Regions from separate parts of the Mus musculus genome. Here regions 1 and 2 are each linked to region 3. The links are chromatin contacts, called in public HiChIP or PLAC-seq maps. All regions are on one chromosome and are shown on one strand. Each heading gives the region's core, a stretch centred on a gene start, on an enhancer-like site or on the middle of the called end of the contact. The rest is flanking DNA. Distances are from core to core; before and after follow the strand shown. Region 1 overlaps Dut (deoxyuridine triphosphatase). Region 2 holds the start of Fbn1 (fibrillin 1). Region 3 overlaps Gm26697 (a long non-coding RNA gene).

Region 1 (3,408 bases), core at 797-3,296, 1.3 Mb before region 3:
TCCAGGACAGCCCAGGGCAAGTCTGGGGCATGTAGCTCCTGGGCCGTGGCAAGGTCTCCTATAAAGATCTATTTTACTTTATAATATCAAACAGGTACCAATTGGACACTTAAAAATAATCTTGGGCCAGCAAGATGGCTCTCTGGATAAAGGTGCCTGCTGCTGAGCCTAATGACTTGAGTTTGGTCAGACCCACGAGGTGGAAGGAGAGCCCTGACTCAATGGTTGTCTTCTGACCTCCACACATGTGATGTTGCAACAGAAATTTCAAGTGAACTCATTAAGTTTACCAGCTGAAGTTTGCTGAGCGATTGTGGTTTAAAAGGGATAGGGTTGGAAATGAAATGAGGAATATATATAAACAGTGGTTCTCTGCTGAGCATATAGCACTGGCCTCCCGCTGTAGGTCACCAAGCTTTGGAGTCTTGTTTCTTTATGATTCAGTCAGAGCATCAGTGGAGCTGTTGGCAGAGCAGACGTGAGGTCCTAGTCTTTCCGGTGGTAGTCATCTGGGGGGGTTGGAGGTGGTGCGTCCTATGCTCAGCCTGCAGTAGGAAATGCTCACCACTTGATAAGCATTCAGATTGGAAAATCGGGACACGTTTTTCAAATTCTTGCATTTTAGTAAAACTTGTGTTCAGACTCTGTAGGGCCTAAGGGTGACTTTGTCAGTTGTAATCTCAGGAAGTCTTTGGCAAAGTGGTTTTGAGGTCACTGCAGACCCCTGATGAACGAAGCTAACATTGCTGTCTCCTCCAGCTGGTGTCATAGACGAGGATTACAGAGGAAACGTTGGGGTCGTGCTGTTTAACTTTGGGAAAGAGAAGTTTGAAGGTGAGTTAAGTCAATATGTTCATGGAAACATTTTGAGCTACCTGTGTCAGTAAAAAACTAACTCTAGTTCTCACTGAACAAGGCAGGTTACAGAAAATGGGTCAGTACACAGCGATGGTAATCTGTGTTCTGCTTTTTCTTTGAAGTGAAAAAAGGTGATCGGATTGCGCAGCTCATCTGTGAGCGGATTTCTTATCCAGACTTAGAGGAAGTGCAGGTGAGTACTGGAAACTGAGCGGAGAATGCCTGGTGTGTGTGTCCAGTGGAGGAGGGGCGGCTCAGCTGATGAGCTGTGGGGCTAGTGACTGGTAGTCTTCAAGCAAGGTTAGGTGTTTAGTTTGAGACTTGATTGGCTTTCCTCAGAATGGGTCCGTGCAGTGTGCAGAGGCTCTGACTGCCGCTCCTTTCCCTTCCTCCTAATAATGTCTTTCAGACCCTGGATGACACCGAGAGAGGCTCAGGAGGCTTCGGCTCCACCGGGAAGAATTAGAACTTTGCTGGAAGTATCTCGCTGTTTCAACACTGGAAACCAGAAGCTCTAACTTCGGAAGCATTTGGTGTTCTAGGATGCAGGAAAGGAGACCTCGATCACATCACGTTGGAACGATTCTGTTCCCTGGTTGAGGTCGCCTGTAAGTCTGCACTGTGAGCATGGCATTGACATGCAGACTTGGTAAAACCCAGGGTACAGTTAGATTTTTTGTTGTTGTTGTATTATTTAAATTATAGCCTTCCAAAAACTGTTTTTGATCATAATTGCTGTATCATTTGTAATTTTTTTTAATCCAATAAAGTTGTCTTTTAGCAGATATGATTTTACATAAACTGACTGGAGAACATGGAGGCTGAGTCAAGAGGATTGCAGTGACTTAGGCTAGCCTGGGCTAGTATGAGATGCTATCTAAGGAAAGAGGGTCATGTTAAAAGCTACTCCTTGTTCTTCTCTGCACTGGTGCTGTGTGACACTGGGACTTAGAAGATCTGCTCACCCCAGATTTTGAACCCACAAAAAATACAATTTAGAGTTTATGGTACTGTGGGGGAGGGACTACAAACAGGAGCAGAAATGACTTAAAGGTATCACTGAAAGCCTGCCCACCCAGCATGGTGATTGCTCCTTAAAGCTGTGAACCGTGCAGCCTCCAGGCAACTCTGTGGATCCTAGGGCCTCACCCTGTGTGTAATGGTGGAGGTCCTTCTTCCCTGCAGTGGCTTTTCCAGCAGTTTCCTGCCCGACACGACTGTCTGCCACCCTGATTGCTTCCCCTCACAGTCCCACTGTCTGTGAATAGAAATCTTAAAGGCCAAACCAATGTTAGTATTAGCAACAGATTTAGGAGTGTCCGAAGATAAAACAATGCAAGGCATGCCATCCTTCAAATGATAATGCTATCTGCGGCTGGACATTTTGGCTTTTTCTGCTAGTGTAAACAAATCCCCCGTCCCGCCCCGCCCCACCCTGCCACCAGGTAATTGACCTGATCATTTTAGCTGAGAAATGCACTCTTTATCATCCTAAGAAAGGCTGGCTTGGCTATCTTCCCCAAACAGAAAATAAAGTATCTTTGTGTTCCGAACTTCCCCATTTGGAGGCTGGCTGTGTGTACACAGGTGTCCTGTTGTTGCTTTTTCTAATAAGAAAAGAAAACAGAAAAGGCATAAATTAAAATTTTAGAGGTTACTTCAAGAAGTATATGTTTTAAGGTGTCTATTTGAAACTACATGGTTAAACTGGGGAGGGTTTTTTTTTTTTCTGTAATTTAGCAGGTCTAAAGGAATAAGTCTAGTATCTATATAAGACTATAGACAAATTAAGACTGTCTTGGTCCTAATTTAAAAATGAGTTTCTGGGGGTAGGAAAGACACAAATGTAACTATTTTTAATTCTCTTGGAAAAGACACTGTTGGGCTTGGTAAATTCTTTTTCTTTTTTGTACTTTCTATAAATGTTCAAAAACATGGTTCAGGAAAAAGATTACATTTTTTATGTGTTGTTTGAGACGATGTTTCTCTGTGTAGCCCTGGCTGTTCTAGAATTTGCTCTGCAGACCAAGCTGACCTCGAACTCAAGACATCTGCTTGCCTCTGCCTTCAAAGTGCTGGGATTAAAGGCGTGCGCCACCAGCATCTGGTTTATGTGCATCTTTTTATTATTTTTCCAGACAGGGTTTCTCTGTGTAGCCCTGGCTATCCTGAAACTCACTCTGTAGACCAGGCTGGCCTTGAACTCAGAAATCCGCCTGCCTCTGCCTCCCGAGTACTGGGATTAAAGGCATGCGCCACCATGCCAGGCATATTTCACTATATTCTTAATGCAGAAAATATATGTAAGTTTTGAAGAAAACCCAAATATAGAAAACGAGTTTGGAAACTTTACATTCAAGGTTAAGTTAGGTTCTTGCCAAAATATTGAATAAATTTAACAGCTCTCCCAAGCTTTTAAATCAAAGAATATGGTTCATATGTGGGAGTGAGGTCTCGGCTTCTGTGAAGACCAGACTGACCATGGCAAATACTGCCACCTTGTGGCATCTTACTAAAACAGGGCTGAAGTGGGGATAAAAGCCCCATCAT
Region 2 (3,150 bases), core at 195-2,694, 1.0 Mb before region 3:
AAGGACCATCTCCTGACCACGCATCTCATCTCAGTCTCTGGATTCTTCCCTTTCAGCGATGCCTCCCAAATAGCTGATGCCCACACGGGAAAAGCACTTCTCCCTGCAACTGGAATTGGTAAGCAGCAGAAGCAGTGGGCTTCTCCCTTTCTCTGGGTTTCAGCTCCTCCCCTTCTTCCACAAGGAACCATTCTCGCCTCCCCAAATCTGCTTCAACAATGGCCCAGGATTCCCTCCAGCCAGGACTTCTCCTCTGGGCCAGGAACAAGGCGAGTTATCTGAACAAGAGTTGATGACCGAGTAACTTTGGCACTTCCAGGCTGTCTCCCGGGGATCTCACCCAGGGTCCTCTACGGGCCAGAACCTGCCCTGTCAGTTGCTGTGGATCTTAAAGTCCCAAGAAGGGCGAGGGGAGGCACACCGAAGCAGCTGGGAGCTTCCCTTACCCTTTCAGCGCATCGTGTCCTCCGCCGCCTCTTCTCTTGGCCCGATTGGCTCTGGTCTCCTTCAGGCTCCCAGCCTCCAAATTGGCGTCCGCCCCATGGCTCGTGTAGGACTCGAGGAGCAGGGCGAACGCCAGCGCGACCTCCAGCAGCCCTCCTCGCCGCATGGTGCCGCCGGCCGCCACTCGCTCCGCCGCCGCCGCCGCCGCCGCCGCCGCGCCTTCCAGCGGCCCGAGTCTCCGGGGTCCCGCTGTCTCACTGTCCGGCTGTCCTGATGCAGAGAGGTCCCCGGCCTGGGTCCTACAGCTTTCTTCTCCAGGGACTGCTCCCACTTCGGGTAGTCCCTGCCTGTCCTGCAACACAGACAAGTCCCCAAGGCGGGGAGGTGAGACACTCAGGGCTCCGGGATGCTGAAAGCTCGCAGTCCCCGGTGCCGAGCCCAGACCGCGCGCCGCCTGCGCGTGGCGCAGTTACTCGGAGGAACGAGGACCACTCGATCCCAACTAGCTGCAGAGCCAGAACCCGGCGACTGGCATCCGCGGACCCTGTGGCCTCGCGGCGCCAAGTACCGTGTCCCTAGGGAGCCCAGGCGTCCCGCGAGCGGACTGCCTACACGGTCTTAATGGCACTGATTGCGCGCGGTGACGGCTGACGCCCCAGCTCTCCAAAAAGGGTCCTCTCCGCCCACATACCGGGTCATGGCCAACCCCGCCAGTCCCCTGCATCCGACGTGGAGCAGGGCACTGCAGTCCCGGATCTTGCAGCTGTCAGGCAGAGAGGGCCAGCTGCAGATGCTCGAGACATCCCCTCACCCTGCCCGGCCTCCTGCCCTGGATGCCGCGCAAACGGCCCTCCAGCCACCCGCCTGCCGCCCGACCCTGGCGGGACCCCATGAGACCCACTGGACTAGCGGCTCGGACTCTCAGGCGGCGGTGGCTGCTCTGCTCCGCAGCTGTCCCAGCTGTGGCCGCCTGTGGCACCCACAGTCTCTGCCCCAACTCTGCGGCCCCCTCCTTTCCCACCTCTTCAAGTATCGTCCGCGCAGCGGTTTCTCGCGAGAGAAATACTTTTTTAAAAAAAAGAAAGAAAGAAAAAGAAAATGACACCCTCCCCACCTCCCCCCATCACCACCCCACCCCCGGCCCCATCTATCCTCCCTTTCCACTCCCCTCTGCCAGCCACCGCCCGGACCCGGGCCTCCCTCATTCGCAGGATCAGTGCCCTGGGAGGAGGCGGAGGTGATCCAGTCCTGCCTGGCCTGGGATATTCCGTCCCAGGGTGGGGAAGAGAGGGAATGGGAAGAGGTGGAGTAGCGGTTTAGACCGATCTGCCTGCGGCTGAGAGGTCCAGACCCGAGATTCCCGCGATCAGAAGCACGGAGAGCTGGGCCACCTGCGCGGAGAACGCATGCTGGACACCTTGGCCAACGAGGCCCAGGAGGCCCTGGCTGGAAAGGGGCTCTGTGGCAGTGGCCCTCGCTTCTCAGCCCAGTCTTCTGCTGTCTGGCTGGGAGGAGAAATTGTAGGCTCCGAGGCTCAGGCAGGGCTTGTGGTGAGGCCACCACCACTGAGCCAGCCAACAGGTTAGCGGCGGCGAAAGGGGCATGCCAGTGTCAGGAGCCCGCTGGAGGAGCAATTCTCCCGAGGCTCAGGTCAAGCTACTCACCTAGGCTAAATGAAGAGGCTGCGAAAGTCTCAGTCTGTGATGTGGGGGCCTGTGATTTGGGTTTCAGACAATCCTCCCGCCCAACTCTCAGTTAGGAATGGGGTTTCCTAAAATAACCCTATTTTCACATGTGTACACACTATACAGAGAGCACATACACACACATGCATGGGATTGGGGTGGGGTGGGGGTGTCTGAAATCCACATCGGGCTCGACCGCAGGGACCAGGGACTCCAGTCACCAACTGTCACTTTCCACACAGTTACCCTAAGAATGCACGCATCTTGTTGACCCGGATTTTTCTTGTTTTCAACATCTTGTGCCCGGATATGAGATTATAGAGATCGAGGCATGTTATCAACTCCATCTTCTTTTCAAAATGGACCACGCCTCATGATAATGGACTCACTGCACTGCTTCGATACCTGAATAGGAAGACTTAAACACTGATTTAAATTCATAATTATTTAAATATATTATCTAGTTTAATTGAGGTCTTACTTTCAAAAAAAAATCCTCTTAACAGATCCATGAACTGGAGATTCCGTCCTACATCTTCAGGTGAGAAAAGAGGTATTCATTCGAGGGCCAGGAGATGGCTCTGAGCAAATAAAGCACCAAGCCTGGTAACGTGCGTTCTAGCACCAGGAACTACCTGGCAGAAGGAAGGAAAGACTCCTGAATGTGTCCTCTGACCAACGTACTCGGCATACGCATGCGCACAAGTGAGCACATATACTCCAAATGTCGTCAAATAAAGAACCATTCATTGAAGAAGTAGCTATTGAACACTTGTGCCACCTGGCCCACGGATGAATCAGAATCACTTGCAAGTAAGCCAGGAGTTTCAGTCCCTTTGCACAGCAGGTGATCGACAGGGAAGGCAAGCTTGAAACAAATAGTAGCTCATATGTTACATGCCAACAAACACGGGGCACTGCTTAGATGATGTATGTGACCATGACTAGACATAGGCTAGGGCCAATAGAGGAGGCTTCCCTGATAAAGTATCATTGAACCCTTTTAAGGCACCATGGCGAC
Region 3 (3,390 bases), core at 778-3,277:
GCCAAAACTGGTTGTTAGAAACACAAATAAAAGGAATTCAGAATGAAAATATTTTTTTGCACAACAAAATAAAAATGAGAAAAAAATAATAAAATGTGCTTAAGTGATTGTTCTTGCAAAGAGGAAATATAAGACGTTTATGCAGAAACGAATGGGTTTGGTGAGTTTCAGGAAAAGGTACACAGTGTGCCCTGACAGGCAGAGGGTAGAATTACTTTACTATATTAAGTTTAATCCATTTTAATCAAAGGGTAATTGCATCACTCCCTGCTTTTCCTAACCTCTCTCCAACCCCTCCCGCGTCCCCTGCCTCCAACCCTTTCACTGTCCCCTCCCTTGCTCTCAAATGGACAGCCTCTTTTTCTTTGATGACTATTGAGACATGCAGATATGTAAGTACAGTCTGCTGCGGCTGTGTGTGTTGATTGTGAGGGTGTGACTTCGGGGTGGCTATCTCCGGGGGATCGTCTCAGGGAGAAGCTAATTTTCACTCTCTTAGCAATTATTGTCTGTGGGTCTTTGCCTAGGAAATGAACGGCATGAGATTACCGGCTTCCACGTTACCATTTCACCTGATACTGCCCGTTGTTCTGGTCCTGTTTGTGCAGCCATTTCTATGAGAGACAGTCTCATGGCAGACTTCCTGGTAGTCTTCCCACCACCTCTTCCTCTGTGTTTCCTGGGCCAGAGATGCAGGAGCTGTGATGATGCTCTGCCCACGGGCACTCGGGTTCCCGGGAACCATTGTCTCCCTCTTATGTCCAGCTGTGGTGCTCTGTAACGGTCCGCATTGGTGTAAAGAGAAGCTTCTTTGAATAGGATTGGAAGGCGCTTATCTGTGGGCACAAAGATAACATTTAAAACATAGTTAGGAATTATGCTGGTCTAGTAAACTGGTGGTACTAGATTCTCTTCTAAAGTCCGTGACCTCACTAGCCCCAGGAACCTGGCCTAGTTCCAGTACCAGACATGATTTCCTTCCTGTCAAGTCGGCATAAAGTCCTATTAGGCAGCTGTTGGTTGCCACCAACGTGTGAGTGCCCTTATTGCTCCCTTATACCTAGCTTGTCATGCTGGCTATTTTCCAGGCTCCTTCCGCATCATCACGGCGGGGTGGTAGGACTAATTGTTTCCTTCCCTTGGCCGCTCACAAAAGAACTTCTGGTGCTATGCAAGCCAGGTTACAGGAAGGAGGCTTTCAGTTAGATCCAGCTCAAAGCATGCTTGTCCTATGTCCTACGGATGTAACTAACGTCTTCAGCAGTAAAGGCCTACCCTCAGGCCCTGGAGGCATCACTGATAATCTGTATTGTTTTGGGAGTCCTGTGCATATCTTAAAAGAGGGTACGGGGGAGGGGGTTGTTATTCTATGGTTCTTGTGATGAACACTGTCAACCCAAGTAGCATAACTTCATTTAAATATCTATGATTTAGGTGCACATAAAAAAATATGAGTCCTTGGGGCGTTATCAAACAACTACAGCGTAAAGCATGCCGCCTTTTCCTCCTCCTTCTTCTGTAGTGGCCCCCATTGGCACCCCTGTCCCGATTTTCCATATCCCCTTCATATCCCCTATAGTCTGTTGTCCCTCATACTCCCACGCGCTCCCTTTATACTTCCCCAGTCTCTGTGATTATTCTGTGTTGCATTCATGTCTGAGGACTGGGAGCACGGGAGAGTGGGAACATGTGACTTTCTGGGTCAATATAGTCTTTTCTGGGTCTGTCCATTTACCTGAAAGTTTCTGCCACACACACACTCCAGTGAAGTCCGCTTGACAGGCTGAGAAGCCTAAAAGCCACTCAAGAGGCAAAGAGTTTCACAGAAACTCACCTCCTGGAGTTTTGGCATTATCATTTACCCACATACTCATACCCTATTCCCACGTTGTCTGGTGTATGGATCTATGAGCTCTCTTTTAATATTTTATTATAAATGCCTTTTAAGATTAAATTCTGTTATAGTTACGTCTCCCCATTGTTCCAAGGTCCAGAAAGGAAGTTACCTATTCAGTTACTAATTAAGCATTACAAAAGACAGAGCCAGTAGCTCAGAACTGGTCTGCAAAATATTTACCAAGGACAGTAGCAATTGTCACCCAAACAAGGGAATAATAGAGCTAGGGAATCCCACTGAGACAGAGATCTTCTCTACAGCTAGGTATAGTGAGTTTCACATTAAAAGCAAGTTGGCATATTCTTCTGTAGACCCAGGAAATAGGGTGTTGGGGTATTGCAATATTCATGATAAGGTCTGTTAGTGCAGAACCCCTGGTGGTGGGATTAACAATAGACTAGTTTACACCTGGCTTCCTTCTTTTGCGACAGCAGCCTGGTCCCCACCTTCTTTTGATGTATACATTCCTTTAGTATTGCGTCACTGTAAGTTGGTGGATTGTATTTTGCCTGGTTTCTTGTTATTTCTTTGGTATAAAAAGTTTAATGCTCGACCTGACACAATACATTCAGATTCTACACAATCTCAAGTGTTGGTCTGTCTGTCACTCTCTGATGCTTTGCCCACCTGCCCCAGAGGATCCACGCAGGCAAAGAGACCCAGAGGGTCTGCGGCAAGTTTCAAGATTTCCTTTTTCTGTAGAAGGAATAGTATACCATTGTGTATGTTACCACATTTTCACTCCCATCCATGACGACAGGCATGCAGATTGTTCCCATCCTCCAGCTAGTGTGCACAGAGCAGCAGTGAACATGGCTAAGCAAGTGTCTGTGGACTAGCATGCTGAATCCTTTGGGCATATACTGGTCATACAGTAGATTTGCATAGCAGAATTTTCCCCCAATTAATTTAAATATACAACAAGAAGCCTGTGATTGGGCAGTGGAAAAAGAAGGCAGGTAAGGATTTTTAGCAACAGAAAGGGGACAGGTATGAAAAGGAAGGAAGATGGAGGGAGAGGAAGACAATCCAGATTCCGCGTAGCTTTAAACAGCCACAGGTAGCTATGAGTATCATAAAAGGGTAGAATAATTGGGATAACTTGTCTAATCTAGGGGGGCAGCTTGTATCATTATCAATTGTCTCTGAAATTATTGTGTGGGCATCTTGTGGATTGAGAATTTATTGATATATATAAAGCTGACTGATTAATTATGAGGACATAGAGTTTTGATTTACTGGGTTAAGGGGACTTGTGACAACTAGCTGCAGGGGGTGGATGGCTGAGAAGGTACAAGCAGTTCTGAGGTAAGTGAACTGAACCAGAACTGGAGCTGGGAAGACCAGACTGCCCCATGGGGCTAGCCTAGAGGCAGAGAGACCGCAGGCAGAGAGTAGCTGGGTATAGCTCAAGATGGGCCGTTTGGTTGTTTGGTTGTTTTTTTTTTTAAGTATTTCCCACAACAGATTTGTTTTTCATTTTTTTTAGGATT

The links. HiChIP or PLAC-seq counts read pairs in DNA pulled down with a chosen protein or histone mark.
Region 1: a contact with region 3 is called in an H3K27ac HiChIP or PLAC-seq map of embryonic stem cells, with 15 times the contacts expected there. The contact joins two enhancer-like sites. A contact is called at or near these places in 2 of 39 promoter capture datasets (embryonic stem cells and hippocampal neurons), 8 of 484 Hi-C or Micro-C datasets (the G1E-ER4 cell line, the N1E-115 cell line, cardiomyocytes and 4 more), 4 of 115 datasets of contacts at active chromatin or transcription factors (embryonic forebrain, embryonic stem cells and forebrain) and 1 of 9 other capture datasets (embryonic stem cells).
Region 2: an H3K27ac HiChIP or PLAC-seq map of embryonic stem cells shows a contact between it and region 3, with 6 times the contacts expected there. The contact joins the promoter of Fbn1 here to the enhancer-like site in region 3. A contact is called at or near these places in 13 of 39 promoter capture datasets (the 3T3-L1 cell line, 3T3-L1-derived adipocytes, the C10 cell line and 8 more), 5 of 115 datasets of contacts at active chromatin or transcription factors (embryonic forebrain, embryonic stem cells and stem cell-derived neural progenitor cells) and 1 of 9 other capture datasets (embryonic stem cells).

What each region holds. Positions count from the first base shown.
Region 1 is chr2:125,256,090-125,259,497 of GRCm38.p6, forward strand. Dut (deoxyuridine triphosphatase) reads left to right here. Exons shown (of 6, transcript NM_023595.6): 4 at 760-834; 5 at 981-1,051; 6 at 1,268-2,960. The coding sequence ends at 1,324. Among named protein-coding and RNA genes, the nearest start is that of Dut, 10 kb to the left of the region's middle. Within about 2 kb of position 2,047, at least 13 of the 459 cell types and tissues checked have an H3K27ac peak or open chromatin away from gene starts, as enhancers often do. A contact at or near this core is called in embryonic stem cells, where this site is marked.
Region 2 is chr2:125,504,994-125,508,143 of GRCm38.p6, forward strand. Fbn1 (fibrillin 1) reads right to left here and starts at 1,445. Exons shown (of 66, transcript NM_007993.2): 1 at 1,346-1,445; 2 at 447-796. The coding sequence starts at 610.
Region 3 is chr2:126,521,259-126,524,648 of GRCm38.p6, forward strand. Gm26697 (a long non-coding RNA gene) reads right to left here. Exons shown (of 4, transcript XR_866700.3): 4 at 1-836. Among named protein-coding and RNA genes, the nearest start is that of Gm26697, 23 kb to the right of the region's middle. Within about 2 kb of position 2,028, at least 13 of the 459 cell types and tissues checked have an H3K27ac peak or open chromatin away from gene starts, as enhancers often do. A contact at or near this core is called in embryonic stem cells and stem cell-derived epiblast-like cells, where this site is marked.